Regions from separate parts of the Mus musculus genome. Here region 2 is linked to region 1. Evidence: chromatin contacts called from public Hi-C data. All regions are on one chromosome and are shown on one strand. Each heading gives the region's core, a stretch centred on a gene start, on an enhancer-like site or on the middle of the called end of the contact. The rest is flanking DNA. Distances are from core to core; before and after follow the strand shown.

The links. Hi-C and Micro-C count contacts between places; a contact is called where the count stands out from the background.
Region 2: a Hi-C map of liver shows a contact between it and region 1, with 4 times the contacts expected there. The contact joins the promoter of Mfhas1 here to the enhancer-like site in region 1. A contact is called at or near these places in 9 of 39 promoter capture datasets (the 3T3-L1 cell line, fetal liver, hippocampal neurons and 4 more), 1 of 15 datasets of contacts at CTCF or cohesin (the NIH/3T3 cell line), 29 of 484 Hi-C or Micro-C datasets (the 3T3-L1 cell line, 3T3-L1-derived adipocytes, B cells and 19 more), 5 of 115 datasets of contacts at active chromatin or transcription factors (bone marrow-derived macrophages, embryonic stem cells, fetal liver and 2 more) and 2 of 9 other capture datasets (adipose tissue and macrophages).

The regions. Positions count from the first base shown.
Region 1 is chr8:35,516,009-35,519,447 of GRCm38.p6, reverse strand. Gm39162 (a long non-coding RNA gene) reads left to right here. Exons shown (of 4, transcript XR_870345.1): 4 at 1,024-1,052. Among named protein-coding and RNA genes, the nearest start is that of Gm39162, 18 kb to the left of the region's middle. Within about 2 kb of position 1,792, at least 7 of the 459 cell types and tissues checked have an H3K27ac peak or open chromatin away from gene starts, as enhancers often do. A contact at or near this core is called in hepatocytes, kidney and liver, where this site is marked.
Region 2 is chr8:35,586,036-35,589,474 of GRCm38.p6, reverse strand. It overlaps Mfhas1 (malignant fibrous histiocytoma amplified sequence 1), which reads right to left and starts at 1,686. Exons shown (of 3, transcript NM_001081279.2): 1 at 1-1,686. The coding sequence starts at 1,102. It overlaps Gm16793 (predicted gene, 16793), which reads left to right and starts at 455. Exons shown (of 3, transcript NR_040376.1): 1 at 455-637.

The DNA of each region.
Region 1 (3,439 bases), core at 543-3,042:
AGATCCCTGCCTTAGGGTGTGGTGGAGCTTCAGAGCTATGAGATGAATAAAGCCTCACCCTGAATGGACCCCCAAATTCGGAGACCCTTAGATAAGAAGGAAATACTCAGGGGGATCATTGGGCCCTGCACTGTGTGACCTTTTAAAAATTATTTTATTATTTTCCAAGAGTATTACTATTAAAAGAATCAAGACACTAGAGTGCAACATCTTATTAAGCAAAAATAACAAATACACAAATCTACGTCAAGAAGATTGTTGGAGATCCATGTTTTATATCAATTTGTATCAATAAATGCGTTATTTAATGCAACAAAATCCCTCTAAAACCATTAAAAGAATCTGATATTAAAAGGAAGAAAAGTGGGCCAATAAGGTTTAATTTGATTTTTTTTTTTTGCTATTGAGTACATACTACTCTTATCTCATATATTTTTGAATGGAAATATCTATGTTTAGAAGCTTAAAATATCTAATCCATAATAGAAACAAAACATGGATACCATCATAAATCAATTTCACTTTTAATGCAATAAAGGCAAGAATTACAACATTACTATTGCAGCATACTATTCATTTGTGCTGTGACAATGAGCTTTAAATTTTAATTCAGATCTTAATAAATTTTAGATCTAAAATTACTATGTAATCTGTTCTTGAATTAATTTGTTTCTAAATTATGCTTTTGCTGCATAATTAATTTAAATCAATAGGAGAGGTTATGATTAAATGGGAAAAATCTGAATGTCTGTAAAATTTAAATATTACTAAGGGTTGTATAAGATATAATAAGTGAAAATCCACTTATATATAGTATTTGTCAGGGTTCTCTAGAGTCACAGAACTTATGGGTAGTCTCTACATAGTAAGGGAATTTGTTGATGACTTATAGTCTGTAGTTCAACTCCCCAACAATAGTCAGCAGCAGCTGTGAATGGAAGTCCAAGGATCTAATAGTTTCAAAAAGATCAAGGCAAGCAGGCAAAGGAGAGTGATATTCCTTCTTCCAATGTCCTCATGTAGGTCTCCAGTAGAGCATGTGGCCCAGATTAAAGGTATGTACCACCACACCTGGATCTGGTACTTGCTTTGTCCCAGATGACCTTGAACTCAGAGATCTCCTTGCCTTAGTCTCCTGGGATTCATAGCCACTATGCCTCAAGATCTCCATGCCAAGATCCAGGTCAAAAACTTGTGTCTTCCAGCCTCAAGATCTGGATCACAGGTGAGCCTTCCAATTCTGGATTGTAGTTCATTCCAGATATAGTCAAGTTGACAACCAGGAATAGCTAGAACATATATGGAATGACTATTTTATGACCTATAAATATTTTTTTAATTCCCTTGAAGGCTTTGGATGTTATTGTTTAGGTTCTTGATTGTTTAGACCTTAAACACTCTACAGATGCTTTTGTGTTGAGGGCCTGATCCTCTACTGGAAGAAGGTGAGGTTTAATGGAAGGAAGTTAGGCTGTTTTCAGTATTCTCTTGAAAACCTTGCAACCCAGCTCCTACTTCCATCTCCTCTTGATTCCCAGAGGCCACAAGGTGAGTATGTCCTCTCCACCACGCTATGACATTGAGACACACACAGGCCAGAGAGCAAATGAGCAGCTGGTCAAAATGTAAAATTCCTGAATTGAAGAATGAAAACAAAAATTTCCTCTTCCCCAGTCACTTCTCTTAGGTATTTACTTACAACAACGACAGAGAACAAACACCACAGGGTATTCAGTTAAATGGCTTTCAAGATCAAATACGCAAATAGAGCAGTGATTTCTGGAAAACAAGACTTAGTTCACAGTAGAATATTAATGTTCACTAAAGAATGACCTGGGCTTTGTCCTCTAGTCTTTGGCATATGTCCTGCCTAATATTCATTTATTTGCTTACTAGAGGACTTTGAACCAGAAAATCATCACTAACAATATAATTCAGTGAGAGCTTTGGATTATGAATCATCAGATTAACCTCTGTAGTGTGTGGCAGCTAAAGTTAGCTATGCATGTAGGTAGCTATTATCTGAGACCGTGCTCCCTTACAAAGTCACCACTGTTCAGGCAAGCTTTCCCAGTTGGCAGTACTCACACAGATTATCACACATTGTAGGGAGGAATCGGTACCATTTGTACCTCAACTGGAAAGACCTTGCATTTGGAAGTCTAGGGATTCCATCCGTGTTCCTCTGTACTTTGTGCATAATAAACCATAACTGCATGCCAGCTTTGTGTTCTTGGAACCCTATTAACTTTTAGCTGGCCTCAGAAAAAAGGGCAATCCTGGGGACTTGTGAATGTCATACCTGACTACCTGGAAAATCCCTGAGTCCCTCTGACTCCAGGTAAGAAAAGAGCTATGACTCTCCGCTCTACTCTATCCTATCTAGTTTCCTTTACATCACCTCTAACATTCCAGGGGAAGATGGGCAGATGCAAGAGGACAAGGAGGCATGCTCCTTCCCACTCCATAGAATTAAAGAACCAGGAAGCCAACATCATTCTTGACTCTCAGAGTGCAGGGATTTCAGACACTCAGTGGCTCTGGCCCAGGGATCATGACAGCTTTTGCCCTCTGGGGAATGCCCTTCCTTCTCTTTATGTCCTTCTACGTCTTCCAACATCTTGTCCAATATTGCTAAATTAATCCTCTTCCTGTTTTCAGTTTTCCTGAGAATATAGTGACTGATAAAGATTCCCTGAGAATAATGGGAATAATAATTCCGCCTCCCCCTTTTTTATCATATGGAAGTATGGTGAGAATCTACTACCTGTCTAGTGGTTGCTAGGTTGTTCTATGGTTGATGAAGAATCATCTAATTTCACAGTATCATGATGCCATGAAGAAAAGTATGATCTAGGAAATATATGCAGAATAGTGAAGGTCTCTATTTAAAGGAACTATGGAAAGATATATTTAAAAGTGTGTTTACTGTATCAAGACAAATTTTTAAAACCAAGCCAGGTTGCCCCGTTTTTATGATATTTACTCTCTGTAGTCATAAAGCCATAGGGAACAGGCATCAAGACTGTAAGCTCTGCAATTAAATTTCATTTTTGCCATTTACTGGCAGCTTGGTTTTACGTCTCTCTGAACTCATTTCCTCATGTGTGTAAAATGGGAATAAAAGTAGGCCTGTATCAGGGGCTTGAGAGACAGTTCAGTAAGTAAGGTGCCTGCCACACAAATATAAGGACCAAGTCTTACTCCCAGAACCTTAATAAAACCTGGCATTGGAGGTGGAGAGATGGCTCAGCTATTAAGAGTACTCTTTGCTCTCCTAGGGCACCTGAGTTTGGTTGCCAGAACCCAGGTCAGGTGACTCACAACTGACTGTGACTCCAGTTAGCAAATGATTGAGGAAGATGACCGGTGTCAAACTCTGGCCTCCACTTATGTACACACACACTCACACACACACACACACACACACACACACACA
Region 2 (3,439 bases), core at 437-2,936, 70 kb before region 1:
TTTTCCACAAGCCTACCCGGGAGAGCTGGCCAAAGTTGTCCGGCAGCACAGCGATCTGGTTGCCCTGGAGCACCAGCTCCTCCAGGCCAGTCAGCTCCACAATGGAGTCTGGCAGGTACCGGATGCGGTTATTATCCAGCCACAAGGTGAGAAGCCGACCCAGCCCGGCGATAAGAGAGGGCACTGAGGTGAGCTGATTGCGACTAAGATAGAGCTCCTCCAGACCAGCCAGGGGCAGCAGCGCAGCAGGGAACTCCTCGAAGAGGTTGGAAGAGAGGTTGAGCATTTTGAGCCTCTGCAGACGGCTGAACTCGTCGGGCAGAGCCTGGAGCCCGTTGTTATCTAACATGAGGCTCTCCAAACTGGCCAGCTCGCAGAAGCCTCTGGGCAGCGTGCCAAGCTCGGCCCCGCTAAGCCAGAGGATCTTGAGGGCACGCAGGGCACTGATATCCTCAGGTAGGCCTCGCAGCCGGTTGCTGGAGACGTCGAGCTCCTCCAGGGCAGCCAGCTGCAGCAGCTGCTGGGGAAAGGCGGTGAGCTGGTTGTGGTCCACGTCAAGGGTCCGAAGGTGGTTGAGGCAGGAGAAGGAATCTGGCAGATGCGCCAGCCGGTTGAAGCTGACATCCAGCTCCTCCAGGTGGGCGAGGGCACCCAGCTGGGCAGGCAGGGCTGGCAACTGGTTGTGGCTCAGGTTGAGTTTGCGCAGCTCCCTCAGGGCGCTCACCACCTCGGCTCCCAGGATGGTCAACCGGTTGTGGCTGACGTCCAGTTCGGTAAGGTGGTGGCCTAGCTCCGCCACCGCAGGGGGCAGCCGGGCAAAACGGTTCCTGCGCAAGACCAAGACGCGAAGGCTGCCCAGAGCTGACCCCAGACCTTCAGGCACATCCTCGAGGCCGTTGTTCCCCAGGTTCAGCACCTCAATGTCCCCGATGTTGGCCGGCAGCACCAGCTGGGGGGCGTCGGGGGACTCCAGTGGGTCGCCTCCGGCCCCTGGGCAGCTGAGCGTGAGCTGGCGCAGGTTGCTCCGCAGCTTCCTGGCTCTCAGGGCGGCGTCCCGCCACAGCCTCACCGTCTTCAGGTTGCCACTGTCCTGGCCAGCCATGGCGGGGCCCCGCGCCGACAACCCTCACGCCGGTACCGGAGCCCGCAGCTGCATGCCGCGCTGGACTCCGGCGGGCGCCCAGCCCCCGGGCCCTCTAGCTCCCGCTGCTCCCGGGCCACCACCCCTGCGCGGCCGGCGGCCGTGGGTCCTAGCGCAGCCGGTGGCGGGCGGCAGCGACGCAGGCAGGTTTGAGGGGCTCCGGGCAAGCGGCTCGGAGCTGGGCTGCGGCCGCGCAGCGCGGCTCGCATTCTCCGTGCTCCTGGGCCATGGGCGCGCCGGGCAGCAGGGCCGCCGCCCGCCGCGCCGCGGAGGATGCCTGCTCCTCCTCCAGCTCCGCCCGCCTCGCCGAGCCTCGGTAGCCGACTCCAGCCCCGCTACCCTCGCAGCGGCGGTCCGGAGGCCGGCGGCGTCACCTCCGCGAGCTGCAGGAGGAGGGCGGCGCTCGGCTCCGCGGCGGGCATGCTGCGGGCGCAGGGCCGGGGAGCCGGAGGTGAAGGCGTCTCCTTGTCTCCGTTTCCCCGCGGCTCGGGCGGGAGCGCGAGCGCCGCGTCCCCGGCGCTTGGAGAGCGCGATCGGGAAGCTACAGCGCCGCCCGGTGGAGCGGCCCCCACGTGACCGGCGGAGGCGCCGCTTGTTCCCGGCACCGCCCCTGGGGCGGGAGTTGCAAGTAAGCGCAGGCTTTGGGGTTTGGGGGGTCCAGCTACAGTGGGGCCGGCGACGTGGACTTCGCCCTGCGCCAGGCGCACCAGATGCGGTCCTCAAAGCTGATGTGGGACTCCGGGGTCTCCGGGTTGGTTTCTCCTGCATCAGGTTCTTTGTTGGTCCTGGCCTCTAAGGATTTCTTATTCATCCCTAAGCATAGGATTTAGCTGGCTTTCTTGCTCATCCTTCCCATGCGCCATACATCCACACCTCTATAGAGCCGGCAGAATTTAAGGACCTGGGTGTCCAAGGAGCTTAGAACAAGAGGGTAGTTATAAAAGGCAGATGGGGGAAAAGCAAAGAACCTTTTAATCCATTTGATAAGTTAGTTATTGGGGACTATTTGTACTAGGTCAACCGAAGCCTAGTTTTCAGCTCCCCTGGTTTGAGCCAGCACATCTCAGGCCTGTTGTGGGTGGCTGGGGGTTGGAGGCCATGCAAGATGTCTTAAGTCTGTACTATCCCATTTAGCGCCACAGCCGAATGCAACATGCTACATCTTGAATCCGACATTCCCCGTATTCTGTGGATTCAAAGAAATGACCGTATTATCAGACACATTTTCGCTATTGCAGGGTTCAGTGTGGGCTTGTTTCCATTGAGAGGAAGTTGGTTTGAGATCATATCTATACTCAAGTAATCTCCGAATTTATCAAAGCCGTGAAACCTGTCAAGACCGCAGAGATCACCTCTACCACTCCTTTCCAGTTGCTTAATCACTTTATCTGAGGAACACCGACAGGCAACAACTGGTTGAAAAGGACAGTCACTTTCATCGAGGGTGTGGTCACTGATAGCTTGCCAAAGCTCCAGCAGTTGGCTCCATACCACGATAATAAGGGCAACACAAATTAGACTCAATTTGCAAGCAAACAAGCTATCCTTCCATTGTAACTGTCTTCAGAAAACTCTTCTCCATTTGTCATTAGATAATCGATCATTTTGTTTATCTGCTTAAGAGAGCTGAGTAGTGCCTGGGACCTGTCAGCTTTTAGGCATGCCCCTTATCACCCCGGCTATAAAGGAGGTGAGTTTGCCTGCAAGGAACAATCCTCTACTTGCAAAGTCCTGAAAGATCCCTATGGCTAGAGTGATTTTTTTCCTCAGTTCTAGAGTTTGAACCCAGGGTTTCCAGCATGTGAGGCAAGAGGCAAGGTGACTTCTGGGAGCAAAGTTCATACTGAGCAAGCTTGGGAAAAGCCTGTACAAGAGCCCCTGAAGCTACGCATGTTCCTGCAGGCCTGTCACTGCAGCACCTGAGGGACTGAATGAAGCAAGAGGGTTTAAAGTGTGAGGTCATGGTAACATTAACTTCTTCAAGCAAAGAAGAACGTGGAGTTCTTTGAAAGCCAGGCTACTAAAAACTAAAATGTTAAATCAGGAGAAAGAATATTTTAAGTAATGGGAGAAAGGAAGAAAGGAAAGAAGGAAGTGAGGAAGGAAGAGAGTGAGGAAAGGAGGGAAGGGGGAAGGGAGGGAGGGAGAGAAGGGGAAAGGAAGGAAGGGAATGGAAAAGAGAAGGAAGGAAGGAAGGAAGGAAGGAAGGAAGACGGAAGGAAATGGAAAAAGGAAGGAAGGAAGGAAGGAAGGAAGGGGAAGGAAGGAATGCAGGAAGGGAGGGAGGGAATGGAAAAA